Regions from separate parts of the Neogale vison genome. Here region 2 is linked to region 1. A link is a contact called in public Hi-C data. All regions are on one chromosome and are shown on one strand. The core of a region is the stretch at or near the end of the contact, and the rest is flanking DNA. Distances in the headings are between cores, read along the strand shown. Region 1 holds the start of CCT7 (T-complex protein 1 subunit eta). Region 2 holds the start of TPRKB (EKC/KEOPS complex subunit TPRKB).

Evidence for each region. Hi-C and Micro-C count contacts between places; a contact is called where the count stands out from the background.
Region 2: a Hi-C map of muscle shows a contact between it and region 1, with 5 times the contacts expected there. The contact joins the promoter of TPRKB here to the promoter of CCT7 in region 1. A contact is called at or near these places in 2 of 3 Hi-C or Micro-C datasets (fibroblasts and muscle).

What each region holds. Positions count from the first base shown.
Region 1 is chr8:93,970,615-93,976,808 of ASM_NN_V1, reverse strand. CCT7 (T-complex protein 1 subunit eta) reads right to left here and starts at 3,818. Exons shown (of 12, transcript XM_044261384.1): 1 at 3,679-3,818. The coding sequence starts at 3,684. PRADC1 (protease-associated domain-containing protein 1) reads left to right here and starts at 4,855. Exons shown (of 5, transcript XM_044262469.1): 1 at 4,855-5,003. The coding sequence starts at 4,937.
Region 2 is chr8:94,328,497-94,334,690 of ASM_NN_V1, reverse strand. TPRKB (EKC/KEOPS complex subunit TPRKB) reads left to right here and starts at 2,831. Exons shown (of 6, transcript XM_044261400.1): 1 at 2,831-3,054; 2 at 3,635-3,668; 3 at 5,170-5,329. The coding sequence starts at 5,189.

The DNA.
Region 1 (6,194 bases), core at 2,569-5,068:
GGGGTGCCTGGGTGGCTCAATGGGTTAAGGCCTCTGCCTTCGGCTCGGGTCATGATCCCGGGGTCCTGGGATGGAGCCCTCATTGGGCTCTCTGCTCGGCAGGGAGCCTGCTTCCCTCTCTCTCTCTGTCTGCTTCTCTGCCTACTTGTGATTTCTGTCAAATAAATAAAATCTTTAAAAAAATAAAAAATATTGGGCGCCTGGGTGGCTCAGTGGTTAAGCCGCTGCCTTCGGCTCAGGTCATGATCTCAGGGTCCTGGGATCGAGTCCCGCATCGGGCTCTCTGCTCCGCAGGGAGCCTGCTTCCTCCTCTCTCTCTCTGCCTACTTGTAATCTCTCTCTGTCAAATAAATAAATAAAATCTTTAAAAAAAAATAAAATAAAATAAAAAAATAAATAAAATAAAAAATATTTTATTTGTGAGAGAGTGAGTGCCAAACAGGGGTAGGGGGAGCAGAGGGAGAGGGACAATTTAGATTCAGTGCTGAGCCCACAACCCAACACAGGGCACTGTCCCAGGTCCCTGAGATCATGACCTGAGCTGAACCAAGAGTCAGATGGCCAAATGGCTGAGCCATCCAGGTGTCCCTACCCTGGCTCAGTTGGTAGAGCATGTGTCTCTTGATCTCCAGGTCATAAGTTTGAGCCCTGTGTTGGCTACAGAGCTTACTTAATAAAGTGTGTGTTTGTGTGTGAAGATATTTTTAAAAAGTAAAAAACAAAACACTTTCTTACCATGCCAGCAATTCATCAGTGCCCCAATTCTTCCAAGATGTTTTTTTAACAGCAGCTACTAGGGGCACCCTGAAGAGAGGATCCCGTAATTCCTTCTGCTTCCTCTGTGCACAATTTTTGTAACACCAGCCATCTTAAAGTATGAGCTTCCCAAAGGTAAGGATCATAGTCATCTCAATTTGTGGAGTGCCTAGATTTGGCCACGTATGAAGTAATATGCAAAAGCTTTTGATAATGAAAATTCAACTTTATACATGCCATGAATTAAGATAGCACTGGCTTGGGCACCTGGGTGGCTCAGGTGGTTAAGAGAATGCCTTCAGCTCAGCTCATGATCCCGGAGTCCCAGGACCGAGTCCTGCATCAGGCTCCCTGCTCAAAAGGGAGTTTGCTTCTTCTTCTGACCCTCACCCCCTCATGTGTGCGTGCTCTCTCTCAAATAAATAAAATCTTTAAAAAAAAAAAAAAAAAAGACATTGGCTTCTAATTTTTGCAAAAGCACTGGCAGGGTGGTGAAACGAAATCCACTGAGAATTCTTAAGTACAAAGCAAAGAGGGCTCAGAAGCAGCTGACCACATAGTCCCCACGTTCCCTATGCTGTGTAGGCTGGGCCCATAGACATGGCAGGCTGGATAAAGAAGGAATCCTATGGGAAGGTAAAGGTGGCAGAGCTGGATTGAACCAAGCCAGGTCAAGCAGGACGGGTCCTCTTCTTTTAGCTCCTGGAGGACACGCACTGCTATGGAAAGTCCAGCTTCTTTTCTAAGTTACTTTTCAATCTCACTCATTTTTACTGAAGTAAAGAAACAAGAGCGGAACCAGTAATCTGCCAAGGGTATCATGGAAGGCTCTGGAATTTCAGCTTAATGACCCTTAAAAACTTTTATTATTAAAACTTAATGTTCTGTAAAACAACAGGTGTTCACATGCCAAGGCATGTAGTGCTCAATAGCACAAAGGCAAGGACACATGTTCCTTACTAGTGTACTGAAAGTCAAATGACTGAGTTATCATGGCACCCTTTTACCTCTCTCTTTTTAAAAAACTTTATTTATTTAAGTAATTTCTACCCCCAATGTGGGGCTTAAACTCATGACCCAGAGATTAGGCATTGTATGCTCTATAGACTGAGCCAGCCAGGCACCCCTTTACCTATCTTCTGATCACAGAAGCCTTCTGGAATACCGAGGGCTAATTCCATGACAGCAAGGATTTTTGACAGGTTTCACATGCCAAAAGGAGTCTTGTCAAACAAAACTCTGATGGAAGTCTTGTCAGTAGGACAGATTACAGGGAGGGAAGAAGAAACCAACCACCTAGCAGAACAGCTAAGATCTGCTGAGTGCTTACTCCATGCTGGATGCTCTGTATGTAGCAGCTCAAAGAATCCCCTTAATACACTGAGGGCAGGAAATTTAATAGCATGCTCAAAGTCACATACCTAGTAGGTACCAGCTTAGTTACAAAACCTAGGTATCCAGTGTAGCTCTGGAGTGACTTCAAGAATAGGTATTGCTGGGGCACCTGGGTGGCTCAGTGGGTTAAAGCCTCTGCCTTCGGCTCAGGTCATGATCCCAGCGTCCTGGGATCGAGCCCCGCATAGGGCTCTCTGCTCAGCGGGGAGCCTGCTTCCTCCTCTCTCTCTCTGCCTGCCTCTCTGCCTACTTGTAATCTCTGCCTGTCAAGTAAATAAATAAAATCTTAAAAAAAAAAAAAAAAGAATAGGTATTGCTGGAGAGGGACTGAAAAAGGGAAGTACTAGAGGTATGAAGGGGAGAAAAAAGTACAGATAAATTCTAGGTTCCTTCTATCATGGTACAACTGGACTCCCAGGGCATCCGGTCACAGAATGAACACATACCTCACAGGTGTCAGTCTGACCTCTACCAGGACAGGGAGCGGCTATAGAAGGCCAGCACTTAACAGAAGATTTCCTCTGACTGACAGACCAAAATGAGTCAGTGAACTGCCAAGTGCACCACAGGGAGCAGCATCTAAGTCAGGGTCTTGCCTCAGACACTCCCTTAAAAGCTGGCCCTGTTCAAAAGCAACTCAGGAGGCAACAGCAGGCTTGGGATCCATTGAAAGCATCTACGGCCCTGAGATGGCACAAAGGGCTAGGGCGGAAGTGGGCTGGGCTACAGGGGACCTCCAGGATTCATCGACACCCCTAATTCAAGAAAAGGAGACCCAGCGTTAGATGGCCAACTAGAAAAGCCTGGTCTGATGCCAAGTCCGGAAGGGCAAACAGAGTCGGAGTCAGAGTCCGGGTCTTCCCACCTCTGCCGTAGTGTCCCCATGTGCCCTGTCCATTCTCCTGGCTGAGAAGCTGCAGCCCCAACAACCAGCTGGCATTACATGACATTCAGTAGGCACTAAATATGCTTTTACTTAAGGAACGAACGAGTGAGTGGTAAAGTACAAGCCAAGTGTGTTTCCATGTATGCAGCAGCAGGCGGGCTGGGGGACCCGCGAGCAACCACAGTTGAGTCTCTCCGCTCCGCCCAACATAAGGTCCCCATGCTGCCCGTTCTAAGAAGCACACGTTTTTTACACCCCCACGTTTCCCAAGGCACCCGCCGACCGTGTATGCACGCACGCTCAAAGTCGCACTCGTTTAACACAGCTTATGATTGTGAGGGGGCTCCAAAAACCCGGTCCCCTAAGCGGGCTCGCGGCCCCGAAGCAGCCTGGGACTTGTAGTCCGCAGCCGGCCAGACCAAAGCCTTCCCTCCAGCCCCACAAAGGCCTCGCCCAGAGCCCCAGTTCCGTGCGGGGGCCGAGCCAGGCCGCGGCGGGCCGGGGTCGCCGGAGACAGGGGATCCGCCTAAGGACAGAGTCAGTAGGTAGCGGAGGGCCCTATGGTATCGACCCGGGCCAGGCGGTGCCACCCACGGGCCGGATGGCAGCGGATGGCGACAGATAGGCGAAACGCCACTCACCATCATTTTGGAAGCTTATTCACTGGCCCGCTACGCCTCCCGTCTTCTCCGCGTCCGGGCGGCCCAGCAACCCCACAATCCCCCGCGCCAGAGAAGTCCCCAGAAGCTTCGCCAAGCCGTTGGCTCGGGAGAGGAAGGGGACGGGCCACTTCCGCCACTCTATGGCTTGTTACCACAGAGTCGACACGGCTAGAAGGGCCAGAGGCTGGGTCTTTGAGGGAGCTTTTGGGAGAAGTGTTGGTTACCTAGGGTCGCCGGATTCGGGTTGTGCTTTTCTCTTTGAATATGTAGAATCCTTGTTCGGTCTGCGTCACCCGCTAACCCTCATTCCATCCCCCCTCATCCCGAACGCCAGACCAAGAAATACAATAAACACGAACATTTATTGAGCGCTATGGGATAGGCTTACGTTAAATATGCACTTGGTGAGAGATTTCATGAACCCTTCCAATCCTATCGCGTTGGTACTATTATCATGCCCATTTTATAGATGGAGGAACTGAGGCTGAGAGGTTATGAAAGTTGTGCAAGGTCACAGCTGTAGGCTAAGTGGTAGAAAAGCAGGCGTGGGCACCCGGCACCTGGCCCCAGTGCCCGTTTTCCGGCTCTGCGCTAGCCACAGCCTCCTCGAGGGAGGGGATCACTGAGCCGGTCCCCAGCGCCTACCGAAAGAGAGCGCGCAGGCACTGGTGGAACTGGGCAGAGGACGAGAGGAGTGGAGGTCGCGGAAGACCCATCTGAGCGCCAGACGAACGCCTTCCCAAAGAGGGGGTGAGGAGGAGGAAAGCACGGTGGAGAGAAGCAAATCGTCGTCTTGCTAGGCGGCCGCAGGGAAGATCCGGCCGAGTCCGCACCTACTGACGGCTAAAGCGAGTCCAGAGAGTTGCCCATCTCCAGTCCGCTTTCCTCCCCGGCCCGCCCACCAGCCCGCGCCGTCCTGGAGCCGAATCCAAACTAAGAAATGCTAGGGCGCAGGGTGGGGGGGGGGCGGTGGCAGTTGCTGTTAAGAGTTTAGACCAATCAGCCCTCGGCCCCACTTCCCTCGACCAATAGGAAGTAGGGTAAGGCGCAGAGGCGGAAAGTATAGCTGCACGAACAGGCATCAGAGCCAATCAGCCGTGGGCCTCGTTCCCGTCCGCCAACCAGCAGCAAGAGCGGGTCTGGGGGCTGGAGGCCGGAGCAGCTGTCAGGCTGAAGTCCGGCGAGCTAGCGCGGTGGGGCGGTCGGAGGAAGCGCGGCGCCGGGCCCGGCCCTGGAAATGGTCCCCGGCGCCGCGGGCTGGTGTTGTCTCGTGCTCTGGCTCCCCGCGTGCGTCGCGGCCCACGGTGAGCGGCAACGGGCGGGGCTGCGCTGCGGGGCGGGGCTGGTCCTCTAGCTCGCTCGCGTGTCGGGCCGGGAGTCACGGGTCACCTTGGGGACCCCGCGAGTTCGGGGCAGGGCGGGTCTGGGGATAGGCGACTGGACTGGGTGGGTGCTGGCCCCCGGCGACTTGAGCAGGGCGCGGCCTGAGGCTGGACTCTGAGTCCTCACCTCCCCACGTCGAAGCAGGACTCCTCTCCACGCCCCCAGTAGCGCCGACCCAGATGGCTGAAGGGGCGACCGGGAGAAAGAACAAGGGCCAGCTAGAGATAGTACAAGCTGGAGATACGTATGTGAGCATACAGGGGCATACATTCTTACACGTGGGCTCACATGTACAGGCACACACTTACACACACAACCTGTTTGCTCCTGAAGGAGCACATAAACATATACACCCTACACACACTTGAGCACATACGTGTACCCACACTTGATTTACACATATCAGCAGATGCAAAGGCCAGGCGAAGATATGTGTGGGAAGGAGGAGGAGTTTAAAGAAGGCTTCTTGGGAATGTATCTGTATCTGGTGGGAAGTCCCCACTCCCAGGGTAAAAGCTGTGAGCCCAATGCCAAGCCAGTGGAACTCTCTCTGGTGGCTGTGATTTGGCCTGGAGACAAGGATCGCTAAAGCCACAGTCAGTCCTAACCCTGACGCACAGTAGTGGTTTGATAGTCTGTTGACTGACTACTTGACCTGTGGCAAGCAGCTTCCACATTTCCACATTCCTCAATCTCTCTGAGCTGAAGAACTAGGGATTCAAGTCCAGGTAAAATATTAAACTTTGGTGCTGAAGAGAAGATCCCAAACCCCAGAAAAATCTGGTTGTTCTGAAAATTCTCTTCCTCAGTGCAATGGAGCTGAAAATAGTTCTTCACTCCTTCGACAACCTTTATTGAGCACCCACATATCCCAGCCGCTGTTACATAATGTGGATACAGCATTGAACTAAGCTCTGAAACTGTGGTTCTTGCCTTAGTGGAGGAGACCGACATTAAACAAAACAGTATGAATACTGTATAATTACAAATTATGTTGAAAGTGTCAAAGGAGAAAAAGCTCATTTTGGAGGGGCATGGGGGAGAGCAATGACAGGGCAGAAGGTTTCTCTAGGAAGTGACATATCAGTTATGACCTAACCAATGAGTAGGAG
Region 2 (6,194 bases), core at 1,582-4,081, 360 kb before region 1:
TTTTCAGAATGTCATGAGTTTAATCACATAGTATATAGCCTTATGGATGTGATTTCTTTTATTTAGCATAATGCTTTTGAGATCCATCTATGTCACCCAAGGGGATCAACATTTGATTCCCTTTTTGTTGTTGAGTTAGCATTCTGTTGTATGGATATATCACCGTTTGTTTATCCATCTTCCAGGTGACACAGTTTTTGACTTTTAAACAAAGTTGTTATAATCATTTGTATACAGGTTTTTCTGTGAACATAGGTGTTTATTTCCCTTGGAGTGAGATTGCTGCTATGAGGTAACTGTTATGTAATTTTATAAGAAACTGCCAAATGTCTCCCAAATGGCTGAACTATTTTACATCCCCATCAACAGGGTATAGGAGTTCCAGTTGCTCACATCCTTACTAGCACTTAGTACCCTCAATTTTTTTAATTGTACCTATTCTAATACTGGTGTATTTTTGTCTCATCATGATTTTTAAAATTTGAGGGGGCACCCTCATGGCTCAGTCAGTTAAGCATGTGACTCTTGATTTAGGCTCAGATCATGGTCTCAGGGTCATGAGATCAAACCCCGAGTCAGGCTCCATGCTGCACACGCAGACTGCTTAACATCCTCTCTCCCTTTCCTTCTGCCCCTCTCCAACTCCCTCCCAAAAACTAGATAAAAGTTTGAGACATAATTGATACGATATACTGTATGTTTTTAAATGTACAATTTGATACTTTGGGCATGTATACAACCATGAAACCATTGCCACAATTAAGACAGAACATACCTGTTACCCCCAAAGTTTCCTTGTGCTATTTTGTAATTCCCTTTTTCCACCCAAGGCCCCCACCTAAGCAACCACTGATCTGCTTTGTGTCACTGTAGTCTTATGTAAGTGGAATCATACAAAATGTACTATTTTAATGTCTGGCCTTTTTTATTGAGCGTGATTATTTTGAGATTCATCCATGTTATTCTATGTGACAACAGTTGGTTCCTTTTTATTGCCAAGTTGTAGTCCATTGTATGGACTACATTTGCTTATCCATTCACTTGATGAACATTATGGTGGTTTCCAGCTGTAGATGGTTACAAATATGCTGCTGAAAACTGAGCTGCTATTTTTTAAATGTCTTTTTAATCAGCTTTATTGAGGTATAATTTATCGTCTATAAAATATACTTTTAAAGTGCATAGTATGATGAATTTTTACAAATTCCTACTCACTATGTAACTAACACCACATCAAGATCTACAACATTGGCTTCATGGCAAAGATTCCCTTGGGGTTTTTTCCAGGCTCCTCTCTCACTCCTCCATTCCCAGCAATCTTTTGCTTTCTAGTCAATCTAAAATAAATTTGTAATTCCTAGAGTTTTATAGAAAAGGGATCATACGGTAATAAATTCTAGTGTTTTTATTCTGAGTATGTTTTGTGAGTCATCCATGTTGTAAGTATTGTCAAGTATCAGTAATTCATTGCTTTTTGTTAATGATAATAATAATGCTGTATCCCATTGTATGAATTTACCACAATTTGCTTATCCACTGACATGTTGTTGGGCATTGGGTTGTTTCCAGTCTTTTGCTGTTAAGAGTAAAAGTTGCCGTGAACATTCATGTACAGGCCTTTGTATGTACATGTTTTCATTTTTCCTGGTAAATGCCAAGGAATGAAATTGCTGAGTACAGTAAATACACGTTTGATTTATTAAGAAATGGCCACTCTTTTCTAAAGTGGTTGTACTATTTTATAAAAGTCAAACCAGCAATACCGATTGTGTTTGGCAACACTTATATTAACAGTTTTTAAAATTTTAGTTATGTGGGTGAGTAGTAGCTCTTTATGTTTTAAATTTGCATTACTCTGCTATGATGTTGAGCATCTTATGTGTTTATTGGCCTGACTCATGTATCTTTTATAAAGTGTTCAAATATGTCACCCATTCATAATTAGGTTGTTTTCTCTTACTGAGTTATAGGCGTTCTTTATATAGTCTGAATACCAATCTTTGGTCAGAATATCTTTTTCACATATACATTCCCACGTATTCAAGCCAAAGGGTACTCTTTGCTACCCCTTAAATGGGGGAAGGCCTTTGTGTTTCAGAGCCTTTGAACTCTGTGTTGGCTGGAATGCTGTTGTCCCAGATCATACAGCTTGCTTCCAGACCTCGTCCAGTCACTTTCTGGTGAGATCTTAACCATCCTATTTGAAATAGTAATACCCACGGCCGGGCATTCCTCCCTTTTCCTAGCTTTTTTTTCTCCATAGCACACACCTACCCGACAGCTATATTTGTTATTTACCTGTGTAAATGTACCTATTTAAAGAAAAGTGCTGTCCAAGAAGGGCTCCAACCATAAACATGGAAAATAATTATCTGCAACCTGTTTAGAGGATTACTTCCTCTCTTGGAGGCTGATAAACTCTTACGGATGAGAAATTTCTGAACCTGCTAGATGCAGGAAGAAGTTCATTTCATCAGTGTCCTGCCACCTATCTTTTAAGTACCGGAGGCAAATCTGTCCATTCCCTCTCCCCTAGGAGACCCTCCGTAAATGACTGACCGCACCGACAGCAAGAAGGGAATGAGTCCCGCCTACCCCGCAGAGAACTGTAGCGGAGACGAAGGAGCTCATCCCGGCCAACACTGTGCTTTGCACTGGAAGAAACCTACGTCTCGCCCAACACGCGTCGGAGAGAAGGCCAAGACTCGGCACTGAAACCTCAGCGTCCAGTCCCTGGGTCCTTAGCGTCCCCGTCGCCGGAAGTGACGGACAGGGCCTCCCGTCACTCCGCGTCCGCTGACAGCTCAGGCTGGGGAAGAAGCGTGTCGCGAGGGGCGGACGCCGCTTCGGCCCGGCTTCCGGAATGTGAGGGCTTTGTTTCCAAGGGGAAGGTTTTCCAGGAGGACCGGAAGCGCGAGCGTGTGGGTCCTCTCGGGGTTGGAAGGCCAGCCCCGGGAACGCAGCCCGGCAGGGGCAGGCGCCCGCTCACTGACGTCCTGAAAGGGCGGAGAAGCGCGTCTAAGAGGGACCAGACCCGGGGCTTTGGGCGCCCTGGTAAATGGACTCTTAACGGCAAGTGGGAGAGAAGAAGGAGTCAGGGCTCTGCCGGTCGGGGGCGCAGAGCGGGGAGAGAGCCCAGGCACCGGAAGCCGGGGAGGCGGCGGCGGCGGCGGCGGATAGAGTGTGGGCCCCGCGCGCCGGGGATGGAGTGACGGCTCGGAGTGGCGGCGCTGGGGGCTTTGTCGCACGAGCAGCGGAAGGACCCGCTGTGGCTTACTTTTTGAGGGGATCGCTCTTTCTGCCGGCCGGAGGTTGGCTGGTGGGAGGGCGAGAACTGCGAGGCGACAGCCCCGGGAAGGCCACAGCCGTAGATGAGGGAGCGGTGTTGCTGGGGGCGGTGGGTATAGGCGAGAAGTGGGCGGGTCAGAGGGATACCTAAGAGGTAGAATCGTCAGGACTGTGGATTAACTATGGGGTAGGTGTTCGGGGATGATTCCAAGTTTCTGGCCTAAGTGAGGGAATTTATTTTGACCTTTGCCAGGTGTCCTTTTTTCCCTAGTGTTAAAACATAAACAGCGAAGAGGTTTTTTTTCCTGCTGATTATATGTATTCCTATTTTGTGTGCCCACTGTAGAAAATTCAGAACGGACATCTTTTTAAAATAGAAGGTAAAAATGACCAATATTCCTACCACCCGAGATGGCCATATTTTGGTGTATTTCATGTTTTTGTCTTCCGTGTGTATCTTTTTTGTGAAATTGGGAATATATTCGTTATTTTTTTTCTATATCTTTTTCCTCCCATTGGACATTCCCATGACTATAAAGATTGAACTGCGGTGTGCCAAGATATGATCCACACATACTGCTTTTTCCTAATAAAAAACTCAGATGTCATTCCACCAAGTCAGAACTTTTTGGTTTATTTTCCTTTCAGTATTTTTATGCACTTTTTTGAGAAGTCCACTATTTATGCTACATTTTAGGTTTTGTTTTTCAATCACATGTTTTAAATCAGTGTTATTTATTGCTGTTTTCACACATCCTTAACTGCTTTTCGGGACTATGGTTGTTTAGTTGCAACAAATTCCGTTATTAGCTAGATAATTTTTCAACTTTTTGCTATTAGGATGATGAGAGGGACATCTAGTTTACATAAATTTTCAGGTTTTTGGTTTATTCTTTGAAAAGAGTCGTAGAAATGGAACCAAGTAAAAGGATAAAATGAATCTATCAAATTGCCTCATCCAAATATCTCACTAAGACTTTGATTGACATTGTTTTTTTTTTAAAGATTTTATTTATTTATTTGACAGACAGAGATCACAAGTAGGCAGAGAAGCATGCAGAGAGAGAGAGAGGAGGAAGCAGGCTCCCTGCTGAGCAGAGAGCCCAATGTGGGGCTTGATCCCAGGACCCTGGGATCATGACCTGAGCTGAAGGCAGAGGCTTTAACCCACTGAGCCACCCAGGCGCCCTGATTGACATTGTTTTAAAGGTCATATTTTTGCAATACTTTGATTATCAATTCAGAGATATGGTTGTCTTTCTGGTTAGTCAAGTTCTTGTCTTTTATGTTTCTTTTATGTCTTTGTCCTTTCCTTATTAAACTTATGTGTAAGAAAGGGCCAGTAATTGATCTTGTTTTCTTTTTCTTTGTTTAGTGATTGTACCCTCTCTGCTCAGATGTCATTATGAAATGAGGATCTTTGAGTCAGGTGTCATACTTTCTTCAATAAAATTTTCTTAATATTTGTGTCTAGGTTCTGCTAAAATTAAGCTCAGGAAGCTAAAAAGGCTAAGTTGGCATGAGGTTTTACTAATAGCATCAGCAACCTCTTGTCTAACAAATTCCTGACATTGTGCTCCTACTTGGCTATTAGAGAAGCTTCCCCTCAGCCATGCATCAGATCCTGTCTGTACAAGAAGGGAACCAGGCAGTAACCTTGATCCTTTCTGAAGAATGGTAAAGGAAGCTAGAAACACCTCAGCGTGGGTGGGAAGACATCTCATCAGGATGCCAAATGTGCTTTTGGGATGGATTCTTCTAGTTTAACAGTTCTGCCATCTTTTTAAAGTTATTTTATTTGTTAGCAAGGCTATTTTTTAGTGAATTATAACATTAACTTTTAAACAAAGTCTTTTGGTCTTTTTGGTTTTATGCAAATAGACTCCTGCTTGTCTATGAAATGCAGTTAACACATCAGCTGGACCTATTTCCCGAATGCAGGGTGACCCTTCTGTTATTTAAAGATGTAAAAAATGCTGGAGACTTGAGAAAAAAGGCCATGGAAGGTGCTATTGATGGTTCACTAATAAACCCTAAGGTGGTGAGTATAAGTGAGACTAGCTGAGCTATAACAGGGCATTGAAGAGTATGTTAATTTTTCATGATGTTACAGGTTAGCCTAAAACTGTCACCTTTGGGTAAAGAGTTCTCGTCCAGGCTTTGGAGTCAGGCTGGGCCAGCCTTGAATTTAACAGTGAATAGAAGCCTAAGTGCTGGAAACTTCCCCCAGGAGATAAAGAAAGGTTGTGGTCAGGCTCTGACCTAATGGCACATTCCTGGATCTTCATCTTCTTGTCTGAACTAGAAAAAAATCTCTGCACAGGATTTGAAGGGCACATGCACCCAAATGTTTATAGCAGCAGTGTCCACAATAGCCGAAATATTAAAAGAGCCCAGATGTCCATTGACAGATAAAGAAGATGTGGTATATATATACAGTGGAATAGTACTTAGCCATCAAAAAAGAATGAACTCTTGCCATTTGCAGCAACATGGGTGGAACTAGAGGGTATTCTGGTAAGCGAAAGAATTCTGTCAGAGGAAGACGAATACCATATGATTTCACTTACGGAGAATGTAAGAAAATGTGAATATAGGGGAAGGGAAGGAAAAATAATGATGAAAATAGGGAGGCAAACGATAAGATGTTGAACTCTAGAAAACAAACAGGGTTGCTGGAGGGGAGGAGGGTGTAGGGATGGGTGATGGGCATTTGAGGTAATGAGCACTAGGTGTTATATGTAAGTGATGAATCCCAAATTCTACCCCTGAAACTAATACTATATGTAAACTAAATTGAATTTAAAGAAAGAATTTTAAAAATAAATAAAAATTTTATAAAGCAGTTATTTGGGGGGAAAAAAAATCTCTGCACAGGAGGCAGGTATAGTGGTTAAGCGGCCACA